2 separate regions of the Arachis hypogaea genome follow, and region 2 is linked to region 1. A link is a contact called in public Hi-C data. All regions are on one chromosome and are shown on one strand. The core of a region is the stretch at or near the end of the contact, and the rest is flanking DNA. Distances in the headings are between cores, read along the strand shown. Region 1 holds the start of LOC112796398 (phospholipase D zeta 1). Region 2 holds the start of LOC112794232 (exopolygalacturonase-like).

Region 1 (5,895 bases), core at 1,937-4,436:
AAGAAAGAAAGAAAGAAAATAGTCATGGACTTCAAAATTCAAATGAAACTAAAATATGTCCTATAAGTTCCTACGTCATAATCAATACTCCTGCAGAGGAAATGGAAAACCCAAATGCACTAGGTTCCCACAATCATGGACTCTAGGGATTAGGAAACCACCATAAGCAACCCTAATTGCCAAATATATGATCTCTGTTTATCAATAAAAAACTGCAAATTTTTTGCTGAAAAGCTAAGGTCATGGGAACAGGTTCCACAATTTAGGCCAAGTGCATCTGATCGTCAACCAAAAACAGTATCATCATCATGCATCTGGCTACCTGTTAATGAAACTAGTGCACTATCCAAAATCAACAGACTCCACAGTGGTAGAGTAGCAAAGAAACAGAGTTCTAATTTTCCTTTTTATTTTATTTTTTTTTCCTACTTTAGGAATGTTAGATGTCAACCAATTTCAGAGCACTGAAACAGGAGCATGCAAGAAGAGCATGACTAAATATTGACTATTATGTTTTAAGGATATAGGCCCCGTATCCAGTACTATACTTACACTTGTAACTCCTGGATTTTATCTTTTTAAACAATTTGCATAGCTCCTATATCTATTATTCTACTTATATTTGTTTCACCATAAAGGCCCCATTGTAAGTTGTTATGACTGACACAATCAACCCAAGGATGATGTTAACTGACTTCATTTCATATGTTAAATACTTAAATTAACAAATCAACACATAGTCCCTCCTTTAATAAATCCAATTGTAGGAATTTATTTATATCTTTCATCCGACCATAGATGCCATATACACTAAAACCTCAACAATGAATCGATAACAGTGTAACAAGATTATGACATGATTAACATCAGTGGTTAAAGGCTCATGCGCAAAGCATACCTCTGGAGAGTTAACAATACTGATATTTCCCAAAAAGTGATTCAGATATCCTTGCATTGCACTCTTTGCCCTGTCTGACACAGACTGCTGCCTACCTAAGGCTGGTCGTATAATTGGTAGAGCAGCACTAGATGGAACATCTCTGGACCAAATTTCATATTACAGGAAATTACGACGACAAATTAGCATATTGATATTGTAAAAGTGCGCCAACAAAAGTTGCATGCCAGTGGGGTGGGGGTTCACCTGTTTTTTGCATATTCATCAGCATGTGAAGCAAATGTTTCATCATCAGCTTCATCGTCATCATGCACCATAGTAGTGTGCTCTCCTATTCCTAGATTTTGAAGCCATTCTTTAACCTTTAATATAATTTTTCAGTGAACATTACATCAAAACAAATAGCATACATAAAAAAAAAATTCTGCAAATGCATTTATTTATAAGCAATAAAAAAAATCCATCTTAAGAAAACATTGCTGATCCAATACCTGTTCTTGCTTCTCATGAATTTCCTCAAAAAAGGCACGCTTCTTTAACGCAAAATGCAAATAAAATACTTGAGAAGCTTTCTTCACTAGCTCCCACTTGAACTGGAACAAAAATGAGATCTAAATAAGTATACTCCTTTAGGAAGGAAGATCGAATAAAATAAATAATAATACGCAGAAACACCACGATTCTTTTTACAATGAAAGAAAGAGTAATGCTAGGGAAATAATAACACAAAAGTTACCTTATTTCCTTATTTATCCATTTATTTCAGCAATAATTAAGGAATACAAAATAAAGAAACAAATGCATTAAAAATAGCTAATAAAAAAAAGAAACAAGTTATGGCTCCCTATGGTTCCCACACTATGGCCCCCAAACATTATACTGAAAGACAAGGCAGTACTGGCAACTGCGAACAAACTTTAAAACACAATCATCAAACCAAAGGTGTAAAACTATTTTCAGCTAAAACAAAAACTGAAAGGCCAGAGATATAACTAACAGTAACAGTTATTTGGAGAAAACAAATGAATTCCAAAACAATGCAAAATATACAAATTGCAGCAAAGCATTGTCAACTCTGAAGTCAAAAGAGTCAAACCATTGCTAAATTTAAAACCTCTGTTCAGTTTCCTAATTCATAAGCACATATGATAACCAGCATAGAAATGCAATTAGATTGAAATACTCGAATTAATTCCGTATCCTGTCCCTTGCTTTCAGTTCACACAATCATCTTCAGCTCTTGCTATAACCGAATTTTCAGCGTGCAATTTAACAACATAAGCAGAATCACGAAGAGAGAGAGATTGCTATGTACCTGTTTGTACTGAAACCGAATGGTGTAAGAGAGCTGCATAGGGCTTATGTCGCTGGCGTCAGGGCGAGAGACGGAGACGATGGTGGCCTTGGGAAGTTCGTCGAAAATCCGAGTAGCCTCGCCGGCGCCTCCATGTCGGAAAGACGGAACAGACGACATCTCTTCCGCCGCCGCCGGAGGAGACGGCGGCTGCTCCGGTTTCATAGGGAAGTAACGGTGGGCGCCGCCGTCGGACATTAACTGCTCAGTCGCCATCGGAAAAATATAATCGGCGGCGAATTAGAGAGAAGCGATGAGGGATCGGAATAGGAATTGTGAAGAAGACGAAGAAGAGAAGCCGAAACGGCGTCGTTGGTTGCTTCGGATCCGAAGCTAATCGAAAGAGAGAAAGAGTGGAAGCCTCGGCTTTCGTGAGAATGGGAGTTTATGGCAGGCTGAAACTGTGAACAGCGTCACAAAAAAGTGCACAAAACTTCATTTCTTCACTGGCTCTACTACGCTTTTCAGAATTCTTCTTGCCATACTAATAATTAAATTTATTAATTTAATTATAAGTTAAATTATATTTTTGAAGCATTGTTTCACTCCAGATCATTTACCCGCTAACTATGCTAATCAGATGAGATCATAATCTACAATATTAGCAGTTTGTAGATGCCAAATACATTATAAATTGGTGAAAATAATTTTAAGATGATAGCAGCTCATTTGTTTTAGATAAAAATAAAATGAAATGGTGCTATTGTTAATTTTTTTAAAAATATTTTTTTTAATTTTAATATAAAAAATTTGTATTTAATTTGTATTTTTATTTTTATTATTTTCTGTTTTTTAAATTTTGTAAAAAAAAACTGCATAAATAATAAAATTATGTTTTCTATTTCCATATTTTTTACAAAATTTTTTAAAAAATCCTGAAAATGAAAAAGGATTTTGATTTCGTATCTAGCAGCCAATTTGGTAGTCTTAATTCTAGAAGTTGAATTGTTTTAGCGTTTCACAAATTTGAAGGGTTCGTTGCGTACACTCTGTGGTAGTTGGTAGATTGTCTTACATTCTCTTTGACAACGGCTAAAATGGATTTGACCCCCAAAACTAATTTTGATAAAGTATGTGTATTAACTTGTAAGCTGATGGGTGATTTAATCTTTTAATTAGAAAAAAAATGAAGTTACCTAGATCACAAATTCACAAGCTTCTAACGAGTTGATGAATCATCAGTTAATTCATTTTCATAATAAAATGAGAATACGTTCAATAGAAGTGAAAAAATAAGAAAGAGTTGGTGTCTTTTAAGAGCGTATAAGAATTTCTTATAACCTAAATCATAAAATTTAATTCTAGGTTGCGTGATTTTGTTTGCTTTGTGCATTCGATGGACTGAATGGCGGAACATTATACACAGAAGCAACGACTTTTCTTTTAACAAACTAATAAATAAGCCACTCGTCACATGCCATTATTTGCCATTACAATACAAGTCAGCAACCACTGCCTGGGATCATCTATTTTAATCCAATAACCAATAATTGAAGTAACATAAACGAAACAACAGCATAGGCTTTCGGCTGATTTTTCACATGCACTTTTATTTTAATTTCATCGTAAAACAAAATAAAAAACTGAGTAACCTGAATTCTCCTTTATTGTGATGTGATTAATACATGACACATCACACATCACACATCTTATGATATTGAGATCTCTATACTAGTTACATTTTACGTGAATAGTAGTGTATATAGTGTATATGTGTATTATTAGTATTACAATTAAATGGATTTGCCTCAACCACGAAAAATATTTTAAAAAATTTTTTATAATCCTAACTTTTTTTTTTTATTTTGGTCTTAGACTATACACATTTCTATGGGTTTAACTTCCTAAGTGCTTTCATAAATTAGTTGTTATCCCAATTATACCAATTAAGATTAGCAAAAGTGTATCATGTTAATTCTTTAAATTTTTTTAATTTTTTTATCAAATGACTCATTACGTTGTTAGAGATTAATAGAATATACTTTTGTTAATTTTAAAGATATAATTGATACAATTAAAATTTAAGAAACTATTTAAATAAATACAACAATTTTAAAGACTACTTTATTATTTTTTTTTTATCATACACATTTTCACTCACTCACGCACACCCTAAATGACTCTTTCCAACTTCAACCTAGCTATAGCTGGGTATAAAACTGGGTGTGGCAATTTAAGAGGCAAATAGCCCAATACATTTGCCATTTTTACACATGTCTCGGCCACAACACTTTGGAACTTAACTTCGAGTTCCTATGAATAACTCAGGTGGGATAATGGGATACAATTCGTTTTCTTTTCTTGGTCATTGGTGGGATACAATCTTTTTGTAATTTTGCTTTTTATTCCCACGGTATTTTTTAATTCAATAAATTAAAAATTAATTTATTGTAAATCGAAATTCTATTTAAAAATTTGTTATTAATTACTGAATTTATGTAGGTACAAAAGGGAATTCGAACAATAATTTAAGAATTATTTGCAATTTTGTTTTATTGAAGACTCTCCTCAATAAGGGACTAAAGCCCAACAGTGATTTTATTGAAGACTCTGCTTAATAAGGGGCTAAAGCCCAACAATGATCATGAAGAATTGAGTACATCATTTCTGGTCTGAAATAATTAATCACGCAACAATCCTAATCCCACCACTATTGGGCCAAACCAATTTCTTCCTGATCCACACAAAACAACTTCCCCCAATGTTTGGGAAAATAGGGTAATTGTTTTATAGTCCAAAAACCTACATGCAATGTATTTTGCTGGCTGATTTGGCTACAAAACATGATAATTAGGGAAACCAATACATAACCTGATACCTTGGGAAACCAATACGCCCATAAAAACTTCAAGTTACGACCTTGACAAATAAGAAGGTTATGGATTTTCAGTCCAAGAAAAAAAAAATGATTACCATGGTTCTGAAAACCGGACCGGACCGGCCGGTTCAACCGGAAAAACCGGGAACCGGTCAATTAACCGGTCTGGATAAGCTCAAAAACCGGCCAGTAAAAAACCGGTAAAAAACCGGTCGAACTGGCCGGTTAACCGGTAAACCGGTCAAACCGGCCGATTTTTTAACGGTTTTTTAACGATTTTTTATTAAATTAATATATTTAAAATTATTTTTAGGTTTTTTAATAATTTTATTTAATATTTAATTAAACCGGTTGAACATCGGTTAAACTCCGGTCGAACCATTAAATCATTGAACCAGTAACTTCACCGGTTCATTGACCGGTCCGGTTCTCGCAACCTTGATGATTACAGATTTGAAGTGAGATTATGTGAGGCATTCTACCATGGATATGTTTCATTATCTGAGTTTGAGGGGATTCTAAGAGTTAATATCCACTAGAGTAGTTAATTCTGTTGCATCTATAATTGGACAGATAAAAAAAACTAGCTATATTTTTTTATTTTCCTTTTTCTTTTCTTTGTCAAAGCTCTATGGGTGTTGCTACATGTATGTACATCTTATATATATTTTGCTGCTAAATATATATGTTCTACGTACGTAGAAAAATAAACCGTTATTATAAAGAAAAATTAAAATATATGATTTATAAAAATAAATAGAAGTTAAGTATTGTATATATTGATTATTTAATATTTATTTTGTTATTTGATACAAGTATTTATGA
Region 2 (6,648 bases), core at 3,231-5,730, 250 kb after region 1:
AGAACAAACTAAATAATAACCAGAAATGAATCTTAAGTACCAAAAAAATTAAAATACATTATTGGAAAACAATTGACAATAACCTGTATATATCAAGCCCAAAACAACAAAAATGGGACATAATTTAGAACGATATTAACTACAATTTCTATTTAATTGCGTGTTTAGAAGTACATATATACTGACATAACTTTAAGATGTACTCCTAATTAAGATGCATATGCCATATACTAAGGCTTTCAAAACTAAAAAAAAAACTTAGTTCACTTAATTTAATTTATGTACAATTTAATTTCTGCCTTTCTGTACAATTTAATTTAATTTATATACAATTAACGAAGAAGTTGAGTCTAATTGGTTCATGATTTTGTTCTATGGACATGCTGGTGGCATTTGAATGCCTCCATAGATAGGTTTAACGTTGGCACATCTTGCGCCAGAAGGAAGGATAGGTCCAAGAAGCTTGAGGTCTATGTTGTGAAGTTGAACATTTTCACATGGGAATTGCTTACTACACCTTAAATCCACTGCAATTGGTGAAATTGTTGTTCCTTTTACATTTATAAAACCAACATTTGATATCTTTACAAGTGATGGCTGCATGGAAATGTATAATATGAGCTAATTACTTGGATCAATTAATCATAAAAGAGAGAAAGGAAATGTATAATAATAAAGAAACAAGTAGCGAACCTTCTTTTTGCAGATGCCTGGAGAACATTGATATTCTTGATCAATGATGATAGGGTTTTTAACATTTTCCATGGTAATATCACTATAGCTTATATCTGTTGCTAAACCTGAATACTTCTCTGGCCATGACTTTATTCTTAGGCCATTGGTTGTGCCAACCAATGTGCAATTCTCCACCCTAATTCCTCTCACCTCTAGCTCATCTTGATATTTTCCAAGACTACCAATACTGTCATATTTTATATTGTTATTCAATCGATACAAAAATTTATATAATTTTTTTGTTATGAAATCACTTTTTTCAAATATTTAAGCACATAGAAGGAAATACATGAATGCATGATTATATCTCTAAAATGTATGCTTATACAAAATTTTTTTGAATTTACATAAATTTTTGCATAATTTTTTTTCTTTTTTTATTTGTATTATGTTTTTTTTTTCTTTTAAAAAATAATAAAGATTAAACTTTAGACTTTTAGAAGTTTAAACTTTTGTGAAAAACAGTATCATGACACTTTTGAATAAACAGAATGAATAATAAGTAGTTATGTTATTACCTAATACCATGTCCAGGGCCACACTTTAGTCTCTTAATGGTAACATTGTTGACCCCTTGAATCATAGAGACACAATCATCACCGGTTTCAATGTTGGATTTTGATATTTTGACATTGATGGAGTGGCTAATGTGGATTCCATCAGTATTGGGGCTGGTACCTGGTGCTGTGAGCTTAAGCAACCTAAGTCTAATGTTGGCACAGTTTGTGACAAATATGTGAAAGCCTTTGGGGTTCAAGGTTTTTATGTTCTGTATGATTCCATTGTTCACCCTGCTGAAGAAAATGCTCTGCATCGCCAAACACATGCATAAAACCTCAAACATTAATTATTGCCCAATGCTAAAAATATATAAAAAAAAAAATTTAGGGGTCGACAACTTTATTAAATTCTGGTCAGTATATAACCAGTAAAACAAAAATGAGTAATCCCATATCATTGAATGAAATCTCACACCATTAAAAACATCATTGATGGCTGCTTAATGACTACAAATCACAAAAGTTACTAGTCCCTAGCACTCCTCAATAAAAAATATTACTTGTCCTTATAATTTAGCATTAGTCAACCTTTAAAATATATATAAGTATATTTTTCATGTTAATGTCAGCACTTTAAATGAAGATTGTTTAGGAACCATAGGGAGCTATAGCTTGTTTTTCTTTTGCTTTTTTTTAATGTATTTGTTTTTTACTTTATATTTTTTAATTGTTGTTAAAATAAACAAGTAATTTTAAATATAATAAATATATAATTATAAATATTATATATATATAGATAATTATAGATATTAAATTAAATAAAATAATTTATATTATTATTTTAAATTAAATCATATGTTGGTATAACATATACAGATATCGAGGTAGTTATTTTTTTAGAATTATGCTAAGTGCATACCAAAATCAGCCACTAAAGTTCGTCACTAGTATAAAATATATACTGAAATATAAATATATATATTGAAAATAAATTAAACCATAAGTATATTTATACATAAATACATTGGTGGCTGATTTTAGTAGTTAATTTTAGTGTACAAATAACATATTTATTTTTTTTATATATTTAAAAAAAAAAGTAGTAAGGATTAAGATAAGTGGATTGATGAACTTACACTAGGAGCTCTAACACAGGCGCTATCGGAGTCGGTTTCACAATTCTCAGTTTGGGACCATGAATCTTTTCCTTGTCCATCAAAGGTGCCACCACCAATGAGTTTGATACCGGAGAGGTCTTGGAACATGAGCCATTCGCCGTCAACATACTCGCTGATGTCCGTTGTTGCAACCACGGTGCCTTCAACTTGGACCGTGACGGGCCCCGGAGTCGTGCACGGCCCGGCGAAGTACATTGCCGAAACCACGAACCTTCCTAGAGGGACCAGAACCCTTGCTTGCACTTTCGACTTGCATGTTGCTCTCCATGCGTCCATGAACGCCTTCATTATTACAATACAATCTTTATCAAATGTGCATGCAATGTCATGGATTTATTTTTCATGTAGTTGTATTGTTTTTACGTAAGTAAAATTGATGGATAAAATAATTTGATTATATAATATTATCAAAATATTATATAAATTTTTTTTGTTTTAAGAATTAAATTTATGATTTTTTTATTTTAGTAAAATATATTTACTATCTTAGCAAATATCAATTTATTATTATTATTATTATTATTATTCATATTTAATTTGTAAAAAATAGATTAATAGGTAAATTAATAACTATTATTAAACTAATTTATTCTAATTTCTTTACGTCACATCACGTACTAATGCTATTAGTGGAATATATGACACTTGCTGGAAATTTAGTGGAGTTTCAATGCAAAAAAGTGGAATTGGTACCTCTAAAATAGGATGCCACCTGTTCCTATAGCATGTGTTATTCCAAAATTATTTTGTCAAATGCGTCAGAAATTATATTGAGATTTTTAGGATAGAATCTTTAAGGCATGCAGCCATACATGTATACATAGGGCAAATAATAGTACATATACATGAAAATTATGATATGGTTTGGAAAATGATTTTTTAAAGATTTTTGTATGTGTAAAATATATTAATTTATATGTGTCATTTAAATTGGATTGATCTAATAATTAACTCATTTGTTCACTTAATTAAATATATAAGTTCAAATTTTATCTATTCTTAAATTTATAATGGACTAATCTTTAGTCTTTTAGGTTGAAAAATACAATAAAAAATAAAAAATATAATAATACAAAATAGTTTTACGAAAATATGTAATCATGTATTATTATATCATTAAATACAACTAATTTTCAAATTTGTTATCTAAAAATTTATTTAAAACATAAATTTAATTGAATAATCGTTTTAAATTTTAGTACATTAAAGTTAAATATTTAAAAAGTTATTTAAATTTATAAATTTAATATCGTAAACTTTCAGTATATTAAAATTACGCTAATATTTTTTCGTGCCAAAAAAGTGGATAAATATGAGTATAACCCTAATTAAAAATACAGTAGTGTGTTGATAAAAAAAGTTAGCCTCATGAATTGTTATTCTAGTATCTATATTTTTTTAGTGACACTCCTAGTCCTAGCTTTAGATTCCGTGTGAATAGTGTGTTTTACTCTTTATTTTGTATTCACTTTTATGAATTGGAACACTACATATTTCCTATCATGTTCTATAAAATTTTGTTTGTTGTAAAATGCGAATTATGCGACATTCTTGTTGCGTTTAACAAGACGTTGGAAATAATGCTGTGTGCTATTTAGCACAAATTCCTAAACGTTACACTTTTATAAATCTATTACCACATGCTTAAAACATATGCTTATTTTCATTATATTGAAGAAATTTTCAGCAAAATGGTCAAATATTATAAAAAAAAAACATATATATACCTGAGTGCAATCAAACTTCCCATCAGGTTTGGCACCAAAGCTCATGACATTATTAATAATCTCACCAGGAGCAAGAACATCCTTAGCTACATTGCGACCCTCATAGATATCAGGCCCAGCAATTGGCCTTACTCTTTCATCACCTTCTACCACAAAACAAGCCACTGCCAACCACAAAATAACATCAACACCAACTCTCTTTGCAATCACCATTGTGCCTCAATTCACTAATCACAACTAATTCTAAAGATGTTTTTTAAAAAAATGAATTTTTTAATTTTTTTTTAGATTTTCCAGATAGAGGCCTCCAAGGGAGGCTATAGGAGAAGAAAATGTGAAAAAATTTTATCCCTTTTTCTTTTGCCTCAGTATTTCACAGAGAATATATGGTTACTATTTTATTTCTATTTTGTAGCATCTATATCAACGGGGAATGTTAGATTTTCTTCTTAAATTGGTTAATCTAAATAAAAATTTTGTGCTTCATGGGCATTGAGCTCCTAGATTGAATTCTGGATTTCCGTTCCAAAGTTGGCTATATATTTTCTCTAACTATACATATTAGATTCTTATAGAACCTCACACTAAAATAAAATATAACTTTAGTCCATTCATTCACTGTTTGCGTGGGAAAATATATATATGCTTATGCTGCCACCACAATCCCTTAAAATATGCTTTCAGCGGCCACTCAAACTAACAAAGAATATTTTCATACGAGCAATGTTAGGGGCCAGCAATTTTTGTGATTGTTAGCCATCAACTAGCCATCAATGATGATTTAATGGTGTGAGATTTCATTCAATGGCTCACTTTTCTCTGCTGGTTACATGCTGGCCAAAATTCAATAAAACTGTTGGCCTTAGACTTTTCCTTTCCATATTTTATCCGTCTCTTTGATTCTCATATTCTTTATCTTTATATATTCAAATTCACAACCCATTGATCAGAAAAAAATCATTATTGAATTTATAACATGAGTTTTACGTTGGAAAAATATAGGTAGACAACGAGAATATTAAATAATGTGAACAATAGATATGTGGGATGTTCAATTTAATAGGTATGTAGATGATTATGTTGATCATTTTTAATTGGATGGTTATTTTTTTTATTCGATTTACTCATTCACAGTTAATAATAGCCGGATACTTAATTCATTAGATGTGCAGATGATTAATTTAATGTTAAGGTTTAGAAAATAATTTGGAGATGGAGTGTTTTTTTACTTTATTGAATTCATTATATATCAGATTGTTCACATTGTTTAGAGAAATCATTATTTACGTAACAAAACCATTTTATATTTTAATTAAAAAATAATTAAATTCTGGAATTTGATCTACTATATAAAATTTGTTTATCTATTTTGTAATTTCTAGCAGCTACACTTTTTTCTCTATATATATGATTGCCTGGGTAAATCAATTAATTAAATATATAGAAAACAAGCACAAAGTGCTCTAAGAAAAATATACTAAGAAATCCTCAAAATCTATTATTTATTTTTTGACCATCAATTTCTTTAGTATAGTTTCTTTAATCTAATAATTCAATAACATACTTTATCTCATATTTTTAAACACTAATAGTTAACTGACGACCAAAAATAATAAATTTCGACAACTCTCTGTACCATTCCTCTTTACAAAATTTCTAAAGATTATAAATTTCATATATTTCTAAAACATGTGTTAGAATGATATGTTCAAAAAATATATAAGAATTCGTAGCTTACCTCAAGCCCTAACATGTTCTGACAAACAAAATTAACTAGTTCATAGCACAGTTAATCAATGATTTCAAAACTGTTTTTCCTATGCCAAAGAAGCAAAAAACGACATAAAAGAGGCATATAGCCAGTAATATGATAATGAGAGCAAAACTGGTTGATAGATAGTAACATGTTTGCTCTGTACATATATAGCTTTAAGGGAACTAAATAAGAGAAGCCTAATAACATGATGAACCTTGAACCCCTTGAAGAAGAGCTACAGAAGAAAGCAGAACACACTTTTTCTTGTGTTTTGACCTTTGACTTTGAGCTACAACCGATTCATATACACATATATAGCACATGAACATTTCTAGTCACATACATATATATAAGCTAGCTACATGATTCATGAACTACTAGGCTTCTAAAACTTCAGGCTAAATTTTAAAAAACAAAAGAGAAAACAAAAAGGACTACTTCTACAGCAGATCGGCCGAAAAACTTGTATGTTGTTAAAAATATATTTAATGTGTTACTGGCCAACCAAACCTTTCCTGTGAAGTTCTGTTCTATTATCAGCAATAAATCTTGAAGCAGCTTCATTGCACGTGATGTCTTCAACATGCATGTGCACAACTTTGCTTCCGTATGCTGGGTAGAATTTGTATTGGCATAGATTTTGATGAGTTGCTGATGGAGAAGTATTAAGGTTGTTGTTGTTGCTGCTTCCAAAACTCTTCTGCCTTCCAAAGAGTTTCTCTATTTCATAACCAATTTTTGCAAGTTCTGCA

The links. A called contact is a pair of places that touch in the nucleus more often than the background predicts.
Region 2: a contact with region 1 is called in a Hi-C map of leaf, with 4 times the contacts expected there. The contact joins the promoter of LOC112794232 here to the promoter of LOC112796398 in region 1. A contact is called at or near these places in 4 of 8 Hi-C or Micro-C datasets (leaf and an unstated tissue).

Annotation. Positions count from the first base shown.
Region 1 is chr4:16,674,780-16,680,674 of arahy.Tifrunner.gnm2.J5K5, forward strand. It overlaps LOC112796398 (phospholipase D zeta 1), which reads right to left and starts at 3,187. Exons shown (of 20, transcript XM_025838830.3): 1 at 2,214-3,187; 2 at 1,390-1,491; 3 at 1,145-1,260; 4 at 899-1,040. The coding sequence starts at 2,468.
Region 2 is chr4:16,924,737-16,931,384 of arahy.Tifrunner.gnm2.J5K5, forward strand. It overlaps LOC112794232 (exopolygalacturonase-like), which reads right to left and starts at 4,481. Exons shown (of 5, transcript XM_025836335.2): 1 at 4,141-4,481; 2 at 2,372-2,695; 3 at 1,254-1,543; 4 at 694-922; 5 at 38-597. The coding sequence starts at 4,353. The coding sequence ends at 373.